2 separate regions of the Pan troglodytes genome follow, and region 1 is linked to region 2. The links are chromatin contacts, called in public capture Hi-C maps. All regions are on one chromosome and are shown on one strand. The core of a region is the stretch at or near the end of the contact, and the rest is flanking DNA. Distances in the headings are between cores, read along the strand shown. Region 1 overlaps UBE2Z (ubiquitin conjugating enzyme E2 Z). Region 2 has its middle 56 kb from the start of IGF2BP1.

What was found. Capture Hi-C pulls out chosen DNA fragments and counts their contacts.
Region 1: a contact with region 2 is called in a capture Hi-C map of stem cell-derived neural stem cells, with 2.5 times the contacts expected there. The contact joins two enhancer-like sites. A contact is called at or near these places in 2 of 7 Hi-C or Micro-C datasets (both in induced pluripotent stem cells) and 1 of 1 other capture datasets (stem cell-derived neural stem cells).

Annotation. Positions count from the first base shown.
Region 1 is chr19:19,162,817-19,166,064 of NHGRI_mPanTro3-v2.0_pri, reverse strand. It overlaps UBE2Z (ubiquitin conjugating enzyme E2 Z), which reads left to right. Exons shown (of 7, transcript XM_511942.8): 7 at 252-2,342. The coding sequence ends at 422. Among named protein-coding and RNA genes, the nearest start is that of SNF8, 16 kb to the right of the region's middle. Within about 2 kb of position 1,519, at least 3 of the 24 cell types and tissues checked have an H3K27ac peak or open chromatin away from gene starts, as enhancers often do. A contact at or near this core is called in stem cell-derived neural stem cells, where this site is marked.
Region 2 is chr19:19,029,960-19,033,421 of NHGRI_mPanTro3-v2.0_pri, reverse strand. No RefSeq gene overlaps it. Among named protein-coding and RNA genes, the nearest start is that of IGF2BP1, 56 kb to the left of the region's middle. Within about 2 kb of position 1,716, at least 3 of the 24 cell types and tissues checked have an H3K27ac peak or open chromatin away from gene starts, as enhancers often do. A contact at or near this core is called in stem cell-derived neural stem cells, where this site is marked.

The DNA.
Region 1 (3,248 bases), core at 270-2,769, 130 kb before region 2:
CGGCCGCCCAAAGTGCTGGGATTACAGGCGTGAGCCACCGCACCTGGCCCAGGTGTCATATTTTTAAGCAAAGGTTATTTTGCCTGCTGTTTGGGACTGCCTGTGCTGTTAGGGACTGCCTGTGCTGTTAGGCCTTCCTGCTCCCATGGCTCAGAAGTTAAGCTTTCATTTCACATGGGCCTGAAGCTGCTTTCTCTAGGATCAGCCACCCAGACTTGAATCTTCCATCCCCTTGTCTCCTTTCCCCACAGGACCCTTTTGGAGAGAAGCGGGGCCACTTTGACTACCAGTCCCTCTTGATGCGCCTGGGACTGATACGTCAGAAAGTGCTGGAGAGGCTCCATAATGAGAATGCAGAAATGGACTCTGATAGCAGCTCATCTGGGACAGAGACAGACCTTCATGGGAGCCTGAGGGTTTAGACCCTGCTCCCATCTCCCCTTTCCCCCACTCAAGAGTCCCAGCAGAATCCCTTCCCCCCACCCCAGGGATGGAGAGGCACTGTGTATCTCCCTCCAGACTCGAAGTCATCCTGCAAGATGGCAAGAACCAAGCAAGCTCGGATCCCAGGGTGTGGGAGTGGGGGCCTGTTCCCGGTCTGACCTCCTTGGCACTGGAGCATCTGGGGCTTCGTTCATCCATTCATCCCATATCAGGGGCCAAGGTACCTTTACAGGAGCACCTAGAGCGAAGGCCTTTGGCAAAAACAAAACAACCAACACACCTCTCCACAGGGCCAGCTCCTTAGGGATAAGTGGAAGACGGAAATTGCAATTCCAAGAGGGAGTGTGCCCAAATGATTTATGGGGATACCTGGAAGGGAGCTTGGGGTGGGGGCTGTCTGTGACACTTAAGCAGTCTGGGTGGTTGTCTATTTGTCTGTCTTCAGTCTTGAAGCAGGGCTTCCCAATGCCCTTTTCCTCCCTGCCTTCCTTCCCCCATTATTTCCCACAGGCCAGCATAATTTTGTTTTTCCTAATTTATAGTCACTGTTCTAGACAGACCAAAGAGAAGGAACAGTGGTGGAGTCTAGGCTGCTGATCAGTAAGCTTTACCTAGCACCTGAGCACCTTTCTCCCCTCCCCCCTTTCCTCACCCTTTTCTAGATGTAAGACAGAAGGTAAATGTGACTGGGACTTAATCAAGGTCTTGGTAAAGCCTGCATGGCACCGTAAGAAGCTGAAAATACTGTTTGTTCCCGCAATCACTGATTTGAAAAGTTCCCAACACAGGCAGCTGCTGTGTATATGGGATTAGAGCCACTACATAGAATAGTCTCTTACAGATTTTCATAAATACTAGTCACAATAAGGGTATTTCTCTTGGGGGTGGAGTAAGGGGGAGACTGATGCTAGTCCTTGTTGTATTTTGTTGGGCTGTCCTTGTGTATTTTCACCCCAGCCTGTAGTCCTCCTCACTTCAACCCCAGGGATTTGTGGGGAGCAAGGGTAGCCAATGGCAGAGGGGGTTGGGGCTGGGACTCTGGAGGCTCCTCCCCTTCTTTCTCTTCCTTCTGCCTCCCCCGTGCCCCCAGCTGCTCTTGTCACTGGCTCTGATGGGTATTTGCCTGGCTATGTTGCTTCTCTATCTGTATTTAGCTGCAGTGATCCTTTAGCTGGTTGGCTCAGAAAAAAAAATGTGCTTTAGGTGCCCTGTAATCCTGGGCATCAAGGGAATCCATCCTTCCCCTTTTTGATATGTTCTCCCCGTACTTCCAGATTTATTGTTATGGCTCCCAGTGGGTATTGGCGATTCTTGTGATGCAGGGCCTCAGTCAGTGTCCAGCCATGCATAAGGGAGAGGATAGTGTGTACCTCCCCTGCCCTCTGCAATGAAGGTCTCTGCCTTGTGGATCATGGGACTCCCCTTGGAGGATCTGTGCAAAGGGGGGCTGGGCACAAAGGAGAATGTCCTATTTGGGAGGGCAGGTAGCAAAGGAACTGGACAGGGATTGGTGGGCTTGGGGAACGGAAGTTTATCTTGGATACCCTTGAAGAGGCTGGGTCTCTTCACATGAAGATCGAAAAGGGACCCTGCTTCCAATTTCCCTCTTCCATTCCTCGAGCTACTCCAGGGCTTAGAAGAATGCTCTTGGTCTGTGGGTCCATTGTTGTCTGTCATCCATTTAAATGTTCCCACTTTCAAGTGACAATCCTCTCCTTGGCCCTGCCATAGGGCAGAGCATGTCTGGCATAGCAGCCTGACTTTTATGCCCTAATCTTGAGTTGAGGAAATATATGCACAGGAGTCAAAGAGATGTCTTTATATCTGACTGTATATAAATGAAGTTTTTTTGTTTTTTTGTTTTCCTTTTTGGTGCAATAAAGTTTGTTTTGGCAGAAGCAGGAAGTGCCTGTGGGTGTGGGAGGGCTTGTGTAAAGGAGGAATGGGATCATCTTGTCAACCACACCTCACCTAGGCCTGGAACTGTTAGGGAGAAGGAAAGTGCCATGAATTGTCTGGAAACCGAAGACTTGCATAACATGGTGGAAGGGCAGGGCTGGGTGGGGAGAGCAGGACAAGTTTTCTCATTGGAAATGGGGTCCATGCTCTGGCAGTCAGTGACATCTTAGTTTGAGTGGTTTCCAAAGACAGACCTATTCCAGAGCTTGGAGTGAGCATGTCCTACAAGGATAGGCAGAGGAAGAGATGGGCCCAGGCTATATCCTGCTAAAGGAAGGGTCTCAGTATGGAAAAACCATTGAGTTTTCAGATTTCCAGTACTAAACTAGCACTTTTAGGATCTTAGCCTTTAGACCATAAGGACTTTGGGAGCCTTAAACAACTCTGGCCTCTTCCCTTATCACCACTTCTAGTTGCTATAGGAGATTCTTGCTTTCTGATGCAGAGGCTTTTACTCTTGGCTGACCACGTGTGTAGAAAAATGTCTACACACAGTATGTGCTGCCATTCTGTACTATGCAGTGATACATGAAGGCATGGGCTCGGGTTAATAGGCCTAGGCGCCAGCTTTAGCTCGGCTGAAGCTGGCGGCCCCTGGCAAATTACTTTGATTGAATCACCTGTGATGTTGAAGGCTGCCTACTTGGTGAAATTTAAGTGAGCTGTATGTAAAATGGCACAGGGTAGGTGTTCAGTAAATGAGTCCCTTTCCCACTACTGAGGCTAGAGGGACCTGGCAGTCACTACAGGAGGGTGAGAAAGCTAGTAGGGAATTTAAGAAAATAGAACATTCCCTAACTATTGTTTGATTCCCCTCAGATTCCATTGTTTTCTTTCCTCCAATT
Region 2 (3,462 bases), core at 467-2,966:
TGTCTCCCTGTCTTCTTTAGATCGGTCTGATTGATTTTAAAAGTGGACCCAAACTTACGGAATTCTTGATTTAGGGTGGCTGGTGGCAAGGAGGGGCAGGGGATATGGGGACGTGACTGGGACAGGTTCCTGCCTTATCATTTTCTCCCTAGGACATTCCCTTGTAGCCCCCAGAATTGTCTGGCCCAAATTGAATAGAAGCAGAAAAACATTTAGGGATAACATCAGGCCAGTAGAATTAAGCCTCTCCACCTGTCCCAACCATAAAAAGGGTCTCCCAGCTTTCCATCTCTGGCTCTATATGCTTTATCCCAAAACAAAGCAGATAACGTTCAGACGTCGGCCATTTAGTAATTTAAAGCGAATTTCCAGCAGCAAGCATGCTTTGATATCTGGTTCAGACTATCATCAGGAAGAAAAAAAAATCCCACAGTACCTGAAATGTGATTGTTGCAGTGTTCAGTTTCCTTGGGGGCCTGCTCCCTTCACACCTTGAGCCCAAGTCCTTTTCCGTTGGCTGATTCAGCTCCCAGAAGAGACCAGGAAGTGTGTGGCAAGGGACTGGAAAACTTCACTTGCTTGGATTAGGCAAGGCTCCACTCATTGTTGATATTTGCCCAGCAGGAAAATCATGTAAGTTATACCACCAGAAAGCAAAAGGAGCATGGTTTGGTGATTAAGGTTTAGTGGGATGAAGGACCTGTCTCGGTGGGCCGGGCCCTCTTGTGCCCCGTAGGCTAGGTCTTAGGGCAACTCCTTGCCCTCCTGCTCAGCACCTCCATTTCCCCATCGTTGGTGAGATAACAAGCTATCGCGAAAAGCACTTGGGAGATTTGGATGATTTGAGAAGAGTGACTTAAAAAAAATGCTTCTGTGCTCTAAGATATATATGTGTGTGTGTGTGCTACATATATATTTTTAAGAAAGGACCATCTCTTTAGGATATATTTTTAAATTCTTTGAAACACATAACCAAAATGGTTTGATTCACTGACTGACTTTGAAGCTGCATCTGCCAGTTACACCCCAAATGGCTTTAATCCCCTCTCGGGTCTGGTTGCCTTTTGCAGTTTGGGTTGTGGACTCAGCTCCTGTGAGGGGTCTGGTTAGGAGAGAGCCATTTTTAAGAACAGGGAGTTTTATAGCCCTTTTCTACTTTCCTCCCCTCCTCCCAGTCCTTATCAATCTTTTTTCCTTTTTCCTGACCCCCTCCTTCTGGAGGCAGTTGGGAGCTATCCTTGTTTATGCCTCACTATTGGCAGAAAAGACCCCATTTAAAACCCAGAGAACACTGGAGGGGGATGCTCTAGTTGGTTCTGTGTCCATTTTCCTCTGTGCCAAAGACAGACAGAGGCTGAGAGAGGCTGTTCCTGAATCAAAGCAATAGCCAGCTTTCGACACATACCTGGCTGTCTGAGGAGGAAGGCCTCCTGGAAACTGGGAGCTAAGGGCGAGGCCCTTCCCTTCAGAGGCTCCTGGGGGATTAGGGTGTGGTGTTTGCCAAGCCGAGGGGTAGGGAGCCGAGAAATTGGTCTGTCGGCTCCTGGTTGCACTTTGGGGAAGGAGAGGAAGTTTGGGGCTCCAGGTAGCTCCCTGTTGTGGGACTGCTCTGTCCCCTGCCCCTACTGCAGAGATAGCACTGCTGAGTTCCCTTCAGGCCTGGCAGACGGGCAGTGAGGAGGGGCCTCAGTTAGCTCTCAAGGGTGCCTTCCCCTCCTCCCAACCCAGACATACCCTCTGCCAAACTGGGAACCAGCAGTGCTAGTAACTACCTCACAGAGCCCCAGAGGGCCTGCTTGAGCCTTCTTGCTCCACAGGAGAAGCTGGTGCCTCTAGGCAACCCCTTCCTCCCACCTCTCATCAGGGGTGGGGGTTCTCCTTTCTTTCCCCTGAAGTGTTTATGGGGAGATCCTAGTGGCTTTGCCATTCAAACCACTCGACTGTTTGCCTGTTTCTTGAAAACCAGTAGAAGGGAAACAGCACAGCCTGTCACAGTAATTGCAGGAAGATTGAAGAAAAATCCTCATCAATGCCAGGGGACATAAAAGCCATTTCCCTTCCAAATACTCGACAATTTAGATGCAGAACATTTCTCTATATTCAGACTTAGAGTAACACCAGCTGAAAACTGCAGTTTCTTTCCTTTGGATACATAAGGCTTCTCTATCGGGGTACGGGACAGGGAGGAGGCCTCATGTCTGAAGGGGGATTTAGGGGCGAGAGCCCCAGCCCTGACCCTCGGTCCTGTGCACCGCTTTGGGGCACAGTCTGATGGCGCCTTTGCTGGTGCCTTAGTATGGTTGACTCCGGATGGACAAAAGAAAAAAAATTTTTTTTCTTGAATGAAATAGCAGGAAGCTCCTCGGGAGCATGTGTTTTGATTAACCGCAGGTGATGGATGCTACGAGTATAAATGGATTAACTACCTCAATCCTTACAGTAAGATTGGAACTAAGGGCAGGGACTCATGCATAAGGGTATGAATCCCAGCCAGGACAAGTGAGTTGAGGCTTGTGCCACAAAAGGTTTGTCCTTGGGGAACAGGCAGGCCTGCCAGGATCCCCCCCATATCGATTGGGCTGGGAGGGCTGGCCGTGAGGTCCCCACTTTCTGCTTTCCTTGCCCATGTGTCACCCCTTTGGCCTCCAGCTTGTCCCTCTCTCACTTTCTATAGCTTTGTTGGACCAGATGGTGAGGAAAGGAATGGCCTCTTCCCTTCTAGAGGGGGCTGGCTGGAGTGAGACCTGGGGCTTGGCCTGGAACCCACCACACAGCCCCAAAGTCAGGAAGCCTGGGGAAACCAGAGCTGAGACCTCTTCAACAGGGTTTCTTTGAGATCCTACACCTCCATTGGGCCCTTTTTCAGTCTTCAATGGGGGCCCAGTTGGCTCTAGAAGGAGAAGAGGTGAAGCAGGATCCTTTGCCCTGGGGGAGTCTGAGGGCGCGGTCCTTGGACTCATTCAGGCCGTCTTTGTAGTTGGGGGAGTTCCACTGGGCGATCCCAGCCCCTCCCCACCCACCCTCTAATGGACCTCCTCATAGAAGCCCCATTTCACTTTTGTTTTATCTACCTCTTAGCAAAACAATAGATAAATTAGGTAGTGGCAACTCCACTTGCTTAGGTTAGGGGGGGAAAAAGATTTCTTTTTCCAAAGGAAAAAAATATTACCTTGAGAATACTTTCCAAAAAATAAAATTAAAAAAAAAAAAACCAAAAAAAAAAATTTTTTTTTTTTTTAAAGGGAGACATTTTCCAGTGACCACTGGATTGTTTTAATTTCCCAAGCTTTTTTTTCCCCCATAAATAAGTTCACTCTGGCGATTTTCTTCACTTGTTTGAGATAACGTGCTAGCTATTCTAACAGGTAACAGCTTTCACAGTCTGCCCTTGGCCTGTCTCACCCCATCCCCCACCCTATTCCTGCCAGTGAGTCCTTCCTGTGCTTCTCTCCCTTCTCCCCT